2 separate regions of the Capsicum annuum genome follow, and region 2 is linked to region 1. A link is a contact called in public Hi-C data. All regions are on one chromosome and are shown on one strand. The core of a region is the stretch at or near the end of the contact, and the rest is flanking DNA. Distances in the headings are between cores, read along the strand shown.

What was found. Hi-C and Micro-C count contacts between places; a contact is called where the count stands out from the background.
Region 2: a Hi-C map of leaf shows a contact between it and region 1, with 2.1 times the contacts expected there. The contact joins the enhancer-like site here to the promoter of LOC107848486 in region 1. A contact is called at or near these places in 3 of 5 Hi-C or Micro-C datasets (bud, leaf and placenta).

The regions. Positions count from the first base shown.
Region 1 is chr11:99,745,352-99,752,384 of UCD10Xv1.1, forward strand. It overlaps LOC107848486 (GDSL esterase/lipase At3g26430), which reads left to right and starts at 5,696. Exons shown (of 5, transcript XM_016693261.2): 1 at 5,696-6,105. The coding sequence starts at 5,859.
Region 2 is chr11:99,858,602-99,865,524 of UCD10Xv1.1, forward strand. No RefSeq gene overlaps it. Among protein-coding and RNA genes, the nearest start is that of LOC107848486, 110 kb to the left of the region's middle. Within about 2 kb of position 2,385, at least 4 of the 5 cell types and tissues checked have an H3K27ac peak or open chromatin away from gene starts, as enhancers often do. A contact at or near this core is called in bud and leaf, where this site is marked.

The sequences.
Region 1 (7,033 bases), core at 4,446-6,945:
CTCCATAAAATAAGCAATATAGATTTCAAAAGATTATTCCTTAAGATTGTTATTTTCAATATTTTTGGGTACAAGAATCTGTATTAGGCAACGACAACTTCAACACAATTTCAAGTCTAAGACAAGAACACTATGAAGTTCTTTAACACCTTCAACACAAGATTATGAATAACCTATCCAAGAGGTATGTTATATTTTAGAAATAAGATGAAACAGAATGGTAAAACCAAGTGCCCCGACTTCACGAAGTGTTCTTAAGAAATAATTTCGCTCACTGTACCCGAGCTTGTGGAATCTTCCTCCCAGGATAAAATGGCTTCCAATCCGAATAATAGCGGTACCTCAAATTATTAGATTCATCAAACTCACTCAACAGCTTAATGATCACACAGAGTTTTTATATAGAAAAAGAGTGTTTTTGTTGTCAAAAGTCATGTCTAAACCTGAGGAATATATCAGGTATTTACAGCCTTAAATGTGTCCTTTCAGAAAGGATGTATTGGTTCAACAGAAAGGCACCTATTCAGTAGCAGTCACGTCCTTGATCTGCGGCCGGAGTGGAGTTTCACAATTTCCAGTAGCTTCTACGTTATGTCTGCGCCCACAGGTCGCGTACCTGTGCTGCATCTGCGCCTGCTGGTCATCCTACAGCGCGAAACAGTGTGCCTTTTACCTCGAAGGGCCGCATCTCTTCGTAATGTGTTGCGTATGCATTTGGATGGCGTCAAAATTACGCCCGCACTTGGAGAAAAATAATTATATCAGATTTTTAGATTAAGTTTTTCACTTGTAACACAAGTTACAAATAAAATTCGTCTAAAAAGATAGATCTTATCGATCGATTGCCAAATCTAAATCCAAATCCAAATTCAAATCCTAGCGAGCGACGACGACGGCGGCGCGAGGCACCACCTTGTTCTTGCCTCACTATCCATGTGGAGTTAGTGTTCCTTATTAAAAAAACTCCAAAGTTCCTTTCTCCTACCAATGTCGGAGAATTAGTGAACTTTCCAATTTGAGAGTACACTTTCTAATTTGACGTCTTTTTTTCCTCCATCATTTTTCCTCTATTTTCCATTCACATATACACCTTGAACCCAACAATTACTACCTAATGCTTATATCAATTTTTATTACTATGTGACTTTCCAAATAGATCCTAAGAAAACAATTCAGGAGGGAATGAATGATAATGCATTGAATCAAAATAAAAGATTATGGCTGTATTTGGTACAATGCTTTTTTGGAAAATATTTTCTAGAAAGTTAAATGAATTTCTTAATTAGTTTTATATGTTCATCACGTAATTAAAAATTTATCCTAAAAATATTTATTTTTTGAGCTTAATTCAATACTATTCCTTTCCACTATATTAATCTGTCTCAAGTATAAAAGTGAAAATTGATGGTTTCTTTGTTCAATTTTACTTGTTTAGCGTAAAACATTAAAAGATAATTTATCACTTTTGTATATTCTATTCTTGTTATTAAATATCATTTATTTTTAATATTTAGATGAAATTAACAGACGTGATATAGTAAATTTCTATTATTTATTATTTTTTAAGAAATGTGCTAAGTTAAATATGAAAAAATAAAGATGAATATAGATTGATTTTCTAAAAAGGAAAACTATTTTTAACTATCTATTCTTAGTAAGGACGACATGAACGAACAAAAATACATCTAAAAGCTTATTTGGATCGACTTATTTTAGTTTTTTTTTTTAAGTCAATATAATTTTAAAAAGCTCTTATAATATTTGGATAAGAAAAAAAATAACACTTCTCTTTTAAGTTAAAATTCTGAAAATAAACCAAAATCATAAATTAATTTATGCTTATATAATATATAAGTTACATATATAATTTAACTTTAAATTCAAATCAGAATAAAAAGGAAGTGTTAAAAGATAAACATTAATTCAGAACCTGACCAAATTTGTCCTTCCATAATGTTTCCTTGGTTCTGTTTTACTTAACCAGTACTAGATACCGAGGGTCCGTGATAATATAAATTATGATACCGAGGGTCCGTGATAATATAAATTATTTTTTGGCCTCAATTTATGTGACACAAATAAAATTTAGATAATGAATCATATTTTTAATATGTTTTTAGATATTTTAAGTTGTTAACAATTGTATTTTTTTATACTTTTTATGTTATTTTCAAATAATATATGTTACCCTCCTTGTTCAAACTTTTGTTTTGTGGCATTCATTGTCAATTATATTTTTTAAATAACTTAAATTTTAAATTATCGTAATTTATAATAATTTTCTTCTATTCTACTAATTAGAAGTGAAATAATAAATTATTATAAAAAATACTAGTGAAAAAATTTTAAGTGGGCTCATTTAAGACGCCAAGTTAATTTAAACGACCAAGAGTTAATTTATCATTTTATATCTATTTTATTTTCTATTAAATATTATTAATTTTTTAAAACTTAGATGACTTATAATAATTAATTATGGGTAATATAGTAAAATCACGACTAAAGCAACTGAAGTAGTCATGTCATTAATGTCTATTGTACTTTATTTATTAAATATTATTATTTTTAATACTTAAATAAATTATAATAATTAATTAGGGTGATATAGTAAAATTACGATTAAAGCAGCTAAAGTAGGCATGTCGACTATGAGCTTCCTACTTCATTATCACTTATGATATAGGAGAATTACTTTAAAAAATACCCGTAAAAAATTTTAAGAGGATCTTATATAACTCGTCAAGTTAATTTAAAAAATGAAGAGTTAATTTTTTATTTTATATTAATTTTTTAATGCTTAGATGACTTATAATAATTAACTAAGGGTGATACGATAAAATTACGATTGAAGCAGTTGAAGCAGACATGTTATAAATCTCTATTTTACTTTTTTTCTGCTTAAATATTGTTAATTTTCTAATATGTAAATGACTTATAATATTTAATTATAGATATAATAATTAATTAGGGGTGATATAGTAAAATTATGGTTGAAGCAGCGGAAGCAGACATGTCATAAATGTCTATTTTATTTTTTGAATAAATACTATTAATTTTTTAATACATAAATGAGTTATAATAATAATTAATCCGGGATGATATAGTAAAATGACATTTGAAGCAACTAAAGCAGACATGTCAACCTCGTGCCTGCTTCAGTACTCCAACTCCCTCTTATATATATTAACTAGACATCGACGATCCGTACTAGCACGGGCACAATATATATTATTTTTTAATCTTAATTTATGTGATACAAATGAAATTTAGATAATCAATAACTGAAATAATTTAAGTTTTTAATTATTGTGATTTATAATATTTTTTCTTCTATTCCAATTTAAGTGATTGATATAATTATGAGAGTCGGACAAATATTTATATCTTTTAAATTTTTGAAGTTGTTAATTATGTGATTTATAATACTTTACATAATTTTTTAATAAGATATGAACACTCTCTCCGTCCTATTTTATGTGATAAATTTCGACAGTTAATTAAATTTTTTTTTGTATTTATATTTTATATATTAAGTTATTAATTATTGTGGTTTGCAATACCTTTTATTTTATTTTCAAATAATATATGCTACTTTATGTTTTTCTGTCACATCTCAATTTATGTGGCACTAAGATAATTTTGATATTCAATCAAATTTTTTATGTCGATATATTATGTTGTGTTCATTTTATCTTTTTATGAAATATTATTAATTTTTTAATACTTTGATGACCATAATGATTAATTAGGGGTGATATAGTAAAATCACGATGGAAGCAGCGAAACTGAAATGTGTTAAACAACTTATAATAACTAATTAGAAGTCATATAACGAAATTACTATACAAAATACTCGTGAAAAAATAAATTAAATGAGTCTCATAAAAGACGTCAAGTTACTTTAAAACATCGAGCGTTAATTTACATTTTATACTTTTTTTTATTAATATTATTAATTTTTCAATACTTAGATGACTTATCATAATTAATTAGGGGTGATTTAGTAAAATTTTGATTGAAATAGCTACAGCAGACATGTCATAAAAGACGTCAAGTTACTTTAAAATATCGAGCGTTAATTTATCGTTTTATAATTTTTTTTATTAATATTATTATTATTTTAATACTTAGATGAATTATAATAATTAATTAGGGATGATTTAGTAATATTACGATTGAAATAGTTGCAGCAAACATGTCATAAATGTCTATTTTATTTTTTATTAAATATTTATTAATTTGCTAATAGATAAATGACTTATAATAATTAATTAGGAGTGATACAGTAAAATCACAATTGAAACAGCTCAAACAGGCAACACAAGTAGACATGTAGACCTCGTGCCTGCTTCAGCAAGTTAATGTCACGATCCAAGCTAAGGCGTTGGCCGCTATGGGCATCCCGAACCATCAAGGCCCGAGAGACCCCTGTAACTCCCCAACCTACTAGTGATATTGTCCGCTCTGAACTCAGGTCCGCACGGCTTTAAAACACATCACTTGGGAGTAAGATTTGCTTACGTATACCTAGCATCACTCTTGTGTTTTGTCGATGTGGGACTCCTTATACCAAGTTGGGGTGTTACATACACCCTCCTTTATGGACTCAGCGTCCTCGCTGAGGCTTACCCCATCAAATAGGATTTGCCTTGACCCAGGACTGAGGTTTACCCCGCCTTACCAGAATTTGCCTACACTCAGTTTGAATTCTGGCTCACATCGACAGGGCTGACACAGCAGCGGCTCTGATACCATTCTGTCACGACCCGAGCCGGGGCCCTTGCTGCGACGGGCATCCCGAACCATCAAGGCCTGAGAGACCCCTATAACTCCCTAACCCACTAGTGATATTGTCCGCTCTGGGCCCTGGCCCGCACGGCTTTAAAAGGTGTCATTAGGGAGTAAGACTTGCTTACTTATACCCTACATTTCTCCTGTTTTTTGCCGATGTGGGACTGCTTATCCCAAGTTGAGGTGTTACAGTTAACTTACTATATCACGATGGAAACAACGAAATGGATATGTGTTAAATGACTTATAATTAACTAATTAAAAGTGATATAACAAAATTACTATAAAAAATATTTATGAAAAAAATTAAATGGACCTCATATAAGACTTTAAGTTAATTTAAAACATCAAGAGATAATTTATCATTTTATGACTATTTTACCTTTTCTATTAAATATTATTATTTTTTTAATAATTAAATGAATTATAATAATTAATTAGGGGTGATATAGTAAAATTACGATTGAAGCAGTTGAAACAGACATGTCAGAAATATCTATTTTGCTTATTTTAATTAAATATTATTAATTTTTAATTACGTAAATGACTTATAATAATTAATTAGGAGTGATGCAGTAAAATTGCAACAGAAACAACTAAAGCAGATACATATTTGTATTAAATATTGTTAATTTTTTAATGCGTAAATGACTTATAATAATTAATCAGAGGTTATACAGTAAAATTACGACTGAAGCAGCTAAAATAGGCATCACAAGCAGGTCAACAGACATATCGACCTCGTGTCTGCTTGAGCTGCTTAACTCCCTCTTATAAATAAGAGAATATTAAAACTAGTTATTTCATTTTATTAGTCTAATTTATAAAATGAAATTTTTTTTATTATATTTTGTCCTTTCTATCTTTATTACTATTAATAACTACGCAAATCAGTAACAATCTCAAACTTCGTGAACTTTGAGCCCTACAGAGCTCCTTCCCATAATAATTTCATCATATATATATATATATATATATAATAACAATCTCATCATATCCGTTTAAACAACTTCAGCTTCTTTCTTTCTTCTTCTTTGGCTTATAGAATACAATATACAAATTTTCTTATGGATTTTAGTAATTACTCAAAAATAGTTTTTCCTCTAGTGTTGGTACTTGTATTTCCATTTTCAAGTGCTTCTAAGAGCAGGTCACCGTGTGATTTTCCGGCGATTTTCAACTTCGGGGATTCGAACTCCGACACCGGTGGATTGTCGGCGGCATTTGGTCAGGCTGGTCCGCCTGCCGGAGAGACATATTTTGGTGCCCCTGCTGGCCGGTACTGTGATGGTCGCCTTGTTATTGATTTTATTGGTAATTAAATTATTATTATTACAATAACTCACATTCTCAATATTCACTTATTAAACAAACTTCACTTTAACAAGTGCGTCCGGCGTTTTAATTTATATGACGCTTTCAAATTTGAATATTTAACACCTCTATATTTAATCATAATTTTTTCATATATCTTTCAAAATATTTTGTAAACATATAATTTTTATTTCAAAAATTTTTAAATTAATCATATCCGTATTTAAAATTAATTCAAAATGTTTGAAATCCGAATCTGAAAGGCATCGCATTAGGACGGAGGGAGTACTATTCTATTAGGAAACTCTTCTTACATAGTGAAATCATCTTTGGAAATTTGCATTGCTTTTAATTGGTCATAGATTTTTTTTTTTCGGTTCAAGTAATTCAAATTCATTGTGAAGTAAGATATCTTGAAGGAATAAGCCCTCTATTAAGATATTTTTGATTCCCAAATTTCAAACTTTGAGATAACTAAAATAAAAGTAGAGAGATTATCCGGCACTATAGTCTACCATCCTTGACCAGGATGGTGGTGTCATAGTCATGGTTAAAGTAGTGGTGGGGTAACGAAAACTGCGACAATTTTTGTTTCTATTAATCACGTTCAGTTCAAAGTTGAAAATTAAAAGAATCCACCGACGCCAATAGCTTCACATGTCTTCTGGTGCAACTGAATGATGTATGCATACTTCTTTAAATATATTAGATTAAACTACTGCTACTTTTTATTTTTAATTTGGAATATTGGTTGAGAGTCACTTCAGTAAGTACTAGTAGAACTCGACATGTGATGTTTGGACTAGTAAACGGCTTTGATTTACTTTAGTTTGTTTCTTGTGGGTAGGAGTGAGCGTTGAATGTTTCGATTTGATTTTATTAAATTTTAATTTAATTTTTTAATTTTTGATTACAGATTTTAATTTTG
Region 2 (6,923 bases), core at 1,135-3,634, 110 kb after region 1:
ATCCTGTTACAGGGTGTAAGGATCAAGATTTGGATCCAATTAAGAAAAAAAACAAGAAAAGTTGATACGAAAGAATGAAGTCAAGAGGTGAACAAAGAAAAAAAAAAAGGCATCACAAAAGACATTGAAATATAAAGCAGCAGATGAACATCAGTCTTTTACTGTTATGACACCGAGCTTTGAAACACAATCAGCTTCAATGCAAAGTTTCATTGAACTAAATTTTCAGGTTATTTTCCTTCATCAAACTAAATATTTTAATCATTGTCTTAATACTTTATATATCTACAAATTTTGACTCTTTTTTTTTTTATTAAAATTCATTTACTAAACTTGATTTTTTTTTAACAATTCAAACCTACAGGCACATGGAGATTCACAAAAAAATTTCAATCAACTATCAACACAAAATTTGAATCTGTCTTCTGCAGTGTACTTTCAAAGTCAAAGTTCAAACAATGCATTAGAAAATGTTGATATCAATGAAAAGGGAATATAGCAGATCTGAGCAGCACATTTTGTAACATATTTTATTTTTTTTGAACATTATAAATATTTATATGACAAGTATTTTGTTATTTTGGCATTAGAAATGACATGCAAACAAAGATGTGTAGAGATCTAAATTTTATTACTTATTTTATATAGTTTTTTTCATATTTATATGGATCTGTAGAAAAAAAATTAATCATGAAGATGGAGAAAGATTCATACCTGAAAATATGAATAATAAAAAATTGCAGATGAAGATGAAGTAACTGAGGTAGATTTGAGTAAAGAATGAAAATTTGAGAATAAAACTTCAATTTTTTTTTATCTTCAGCACATATCAATTTTTTTTTCAACATTAGCAGCATCCCAAATTGTCAATGAATATTTGAATATTAGTATTTAAAGAAATTGCAAATTCAATATCAATAAATGAACATGCAATAAGATTTTCTGATTTTCTGATGAAGATGAATTGAAAAAATCTAGAACATTTTTTAATTTTAATAGTAGAAGTGTTCGGATAAAAAAAATGAAAGTGATGTTTTTGGTTTAGAAAAAAGGTTTTGTGGTTTTTTGATGAAGATGAATTGAAAAAATCAAGAACACTTTCTAATTTTAATAATAGAGATGTTGAGATAAAAAATATAAAAGGGTTTTTTTTTGTTTAGAAGGAAGCTTTTTTTTGATGAAGATGAATTGACGAAATCAAGAACATTTTTTAATTTTAATAGTAGATGTGTTTAGATAAAAAAAATGAAAGATTTTTTTTTTTTTTTTGTTTAGAAGAAGGCTTTTTTGTTTTCCTGATGAAGATGAATTGGAGAAATAAAAAAATTCAATTTTTTTGAAAATCACAAACACAATTTTTCATACACGGTATGTTCTCCATTATTAATGACTTTTAATATTTTAATTTATTTTTTTTAGACCCCACAGTCCACTAACCATTTTTTACTCAAAATTTTAGTCTCTCTCTTCTTTATTTTACTTTGCAATTTTAAATTAATAAAATTATCACCACAATCCATGTGTCAAGATAATAATGAAATTTCATACAAGTTTTGTTTGTTAAGTCTCACTCAAAATAGGAAAAACCATTATTTTCACCCTATACTAAACAAGAAAAATTTAAGTGCACTTAAATTATATAAGTGACACATTATACACTTTAACTATATAAAAGTGATATTATTGCCTCCCCGCGACCCCTATTCTAAGACGCGTGTGTTATACTTATTTTAGGTGCGTCCAACCTATTAAATAACAAAAATAAACGGCTAAAAACATTAAGGGAAAATGCATCATTTTCATTTCAAACTATAGTCAAAAAGTCGAATCCACACCTAAATTATATAAATGACCTATTACACACCTTAACTATAAAAAATAATACTTTTTAATAACATGGTACTGACATGACAGCGCGTGTAAAATACTACACCACATACAAGCGGTGGTAACCTGATAGGGTGTAAATAATTTTATTTTTTTATAATTTAAGTGTGTAATAATTCACTAGTAGAGTTTAGATGTGACTTCAACTTTTCAAATATAATTTAGAGTGAAAATGATGTCTTTTCCCTCAAAATAAAACTTTTCCACGCACAACACACACAAACACATGCATATCATACACCAATCAGATTTTTTTTCACTCTCTCTCACTCTAAAAATTCAATGCATCTTTTTCTCTTCACTGTCTTCTCCGGCAGCCACCATCGCTGGATTTCAGAAAGCCTCCCACATCTCCAACCACACCACCACGCTCCTCTTCCTTTTTTTCCATCGCCCAACAACCCACAAATCTCCGTCAGCCACCACCGCCCCCTCAACAGCCACCGGTGGAGCAGCCAACCAGCCGACACCCCTTCACTGCTCTCACCGGCGGACACCACAGTTCCGACCCTTTCCTCCTTTTCTCCATTGCACTGCCACCGCCGGACTTGGTCGCCGGACGGACGACGAGCAACGGCTAAGCTCCATTTCTGTGTTATCCCTTTTTCCTTTTTACCTTTTGGTTCGAATAAAGGTGGCCTATGCCACAAGCGGCCAGATCTGGACGATTTTGCGTATATCCAGCATTGCTCCGTTGAAGCAACGCCAATCCTTATCTTACTAAATAAATTTTTTTTCTACAAATTTGTGTTGTTTGGGGTGCTCTAACATTTTATTCTTTCACTATTGTTGGGATCTTTTGACATTTTTTTATGACTTTGAATTCTCCGAACAAATCTTGGCTGTCGTCGATGAACAACGCTGCTTTGGGATCCATTCATGACTGTTTTGGATAATTGTTGCTATAATTTTTACATACTGACTTTGGTATTCAGATCGGTTCTTGTTTTATCCACATGTTGATAACTTTGTTAATCATCTTCAACGATTTTATTTAGCCTCATTACTGTATTGACCAAAATAGGTACTTGGCCAATGAAATTTTTCTCTCCATCTGTATATTATGCGATCCAATTTTATTTTTATCAAAGTTATTATTTTATATTAAGGGCGGCCGACACTTGATCGATGAAGAAATTTTTCATCGATTTTTGAGGCCTTTGCAAATTAAAAGACGGACATTACATATAAATATGTAATAAAATAAATATTTTGGGTAATGAAGAAATTTTTATAACAACGCAAAATTTTTATGATTCATATTTTGGTAAGACGATTTAGGACGGCTAATAAATTAAGCAACCACTTCATAGCCATGACATATCTAAAATTTAATTCGAGTCCGCTTTTTAATAAAAAAATATATTTTTAAATACATATATGCATACGTACCTTTAATTTATTTCAGTAATTATTTATTTATTATTAACATTTTTATTACAAGTGTTTATACAGGTTAATAAAACATTTGTTGGAAGTGGCATTTAAGGAAGATTTTAAATTTTTCATTGTATTTTTATATTTACACAAATATTATCATATTGAAAAATTTATTTTTGGAGCGTTAGGCGGGAATGCTTTAACTTATACAATCTTTACCGCGCATTTAGACAAATTTAGGCCGTTAATATGTATAGAAAAATTAAAATAATTTAGATATTTAATCAACTAATTCATACTTATACATTTAAAAATATTGCGTAGTCTTTTTCTGTAAAATATTTTTTTTTCTTTATTCAATTTTTCTTCTTCTTTCCATATACATTCTTATATACTTTTGATCATATTCATATATTTTTTATATACAATAATTTATGTAATTTATACATTTTTTATATGTAAATTATTTTTATTATTTTAATGTATATTTTAAATTTGTATTTATAAATATTAATTTTTTTCTTTCGTCTTGTAAAAATCTAAGTCTGGTCAGAAATTACATTTGTGAATTTTGAAGGGTGCCTAATATCTTTTCTTCAAAATAATTTGAATTCTTACCTAGGATCTAATTTGGTTCGTGAATTAAATAAAGTTATACTTCTTAATAAATAAATAGGTCTCCTATTTTTCCTTAAAAATTAGATAATGACTCTGTATAAATTAATTCTTTTTAGAATCTATAATATCGTGCTCGTTTTGAACCTTAGGTAAAAATCGGGTATGACATATTATTTTACATAATAATATAAAAATACTTGTTGTTCTCTTGCATTTTGTAATGACATATAAATTGCATCATACATTATAGTGGAAGAGTTCTTCAAACTTTTTTCTCTGTCATTCTATAGCTTTGGTAGTTTTTTTTTTTTTTAATTTAGTTTAAAGTTATTTTAATGCTTTTATATGATTTGTATAAATATATTAATTTTATGTTTAAGTATTTTTCATATTTAATAATATAATTAATATTTATTAATTCAGCCATATTTTGAAGCAAATAATGTTTTTCTAAAATAGATATTTATTATTTCCTACTCTAAATTGTTTTTCTCTATGCTATTTTTATTTTTTATGTAGTTAATACCAACTCCCATAAGATGACTACTTTTAGAAGAAAGATCACTGTATTGAAAAATTTGTACATGACGTGGATCTGGACAGTCTTTATTGTTTTATTCAAAGAATCTTGACTATACAAATTTTGTAGTCCATCATCCACAACTGTACTATTATAAATACAATAATATGTAAGGAGCTAGGAAATTGTTTAGCTTATTGAATTAGAAGGTCTACTTCTGATTATTTGTTTTGTTGTGTAAATTATACTATTATTTGGATTAACAGATGTAGAATTATTATGTAGTCACATATTAATTACAATTGTGAGACATTGCTAATTTTGTGAAAGATGCGGAAAGTCCGATTGAAATGGTTCGGACACGTGATGAGGAGGAACATGGATGTCCCAATTCGTAGGTGTGAGAGGCTTGCTGTGGATGGTTTCAGACGGGGTAGGGGTAAGCTGAAGAAATACTGGAGAGAGGTGATTAGGTGCGACATGGAGCAGTTACAGCTTACTGAGGACATGACCCTAGATAGGAAGATCTGGAGGACGCGAATTAGGATAGAAGGCTAGAGCCAATTTGGGTTGTTAGTATAGGGTATTACTTGGTGGGTGTATTATTCTTGTTCTGCCATCTTGTTTCATGCTTTATTACGAATTTGTTTACTATTCTTTGTTTACTATTCCTTGTGGGTGTTCTATTTATGTTATGTCATCTTATTCCATGCTTTATTACTGATTTGTTTATTATTCCTTGTCTTGAGCCGAGGGTCTATTCGAAATAACCTTTCTACTTCTTCGGAGGTAGTGGTATGGATTGCGTACATCTTATCCTCCTCAGGCCCCACTATGTGGAAATACACTGGGTTAATTGTTGTTGTTATATATATTTATATCATTAGGGACTATTATATACATTAGCTTCACATATTTCTTGCATGATGGAAATGCATTGTTCTGATCTTACGAATTTTATTTAGTGTAAATGATAAAATTAATATTGTTAATTTTTATATTTTCTAATTTATAGCTCAATTTTTAAAATAATATAGAAGTTTTATGATGTTGGTAAAGGACAAACGTTCAATACACGTTTTCTAAGACCCCTGAATATTGAATTGACTTATCAATATGCTGGAGGAAATATGTCAAAGGCTAGGTAAGAACAACGGATGATCTTAATGATGAACAAGTTAGAATTGAAGAGGTGGCTAAGAAACTCTGCACGAAAAGGATGGCATTATAATATGACAAAAGCCATACAATCATTTTGAGTGCAAAGAATAACAAAAGAAGTCAATGTGTCCTGGCCAAAATTCCGATAAGAAAGAATAGAAGAGATTTGTTACGATCCAATTTACGAGTCATGATGTAATCTATTTTATCTCGCTAGTAGGTAAGTAGAATCTTAGCCCGAAGCTAGAAGGAATGGGCTAATTTGGTGAAAAAGGTATAAAATCTGGAAATTTGCAACTAAGACTTCTAATAATAATTCAAGCAATAATAATAGTCAGAAAGATAGATAAAGATAATAATAACATCCCACGACCTAATAATATCGGTATAAGAGCCACCAACAAAAACCAACATAAGCACTGAAATAGTCAATATATATCACTCTCAAATAATGAAAGACTAAGCATGGATAATAAAAGGAGAAAAGGGAAACTCTGACTCCGAAAGCTCATCCTGCCTCTGAACTTAAAACAACATGTCGTAACGTCAGCGGCAGCCACTAGTACTCGAATCTGCACCAAAAAGAGTACAAAAGTGTAGTATGAGTACCAAAACTATGGGTACTCAACAGGTATCATCGCCCAACAATAACAACAACAACAACAACAACAACAACAACAACAACAAAAACAACAACAAACCCAGTGTATTCCCGCAAAGTGGGGTCTGGAGAGGCTAAAATGTATGCAGTTCATACCATTACTTTCAAAGAAGTAGAGAGGGTGTTTCCGATAGACCCCTGACTCAAGATAGAGAAAGTAATATAAATATTAAAGATGCAAGATAAACAAGCTAAGTCAAGGTAAAAGAGCAAAGTTAGAATAGCTCCAATATTGTAAATAAATAATCGAAACAAATATAATATGAAAGAAAGTATAATTAATACTACAAACCTGGCCCTTATAAGCCAATGAGTACGAAAAAGTAAATAACCCAACGCGCCCCCCATAAGTCTGGAGGGTGTGATCAAGAAAGTAAACAACCAAAATTTCATAAATTTATCAAGTATAAATCCATATCCGAGAATCCATCTGTCACGATCTGATTTATGAGCCATAATGACACCTACCTTATCTCTCCAGTAGAAAAGCCAAATCATAGCCCAAAGCTATAAGAAATAAACTAACTTGGTGAAAAAATGGCCTAACAGCCGAAAATCAACAATTAAGGACTTAAAATAACAATAGAACAGTCACAATAGTCTACTAGATATATAGAAGGGCAACAAACATCCGAAGATTCCATAGTGTTGGTACAAGAGCTACTTTAAATAAATCATAAGTACTGAATAGTCAAA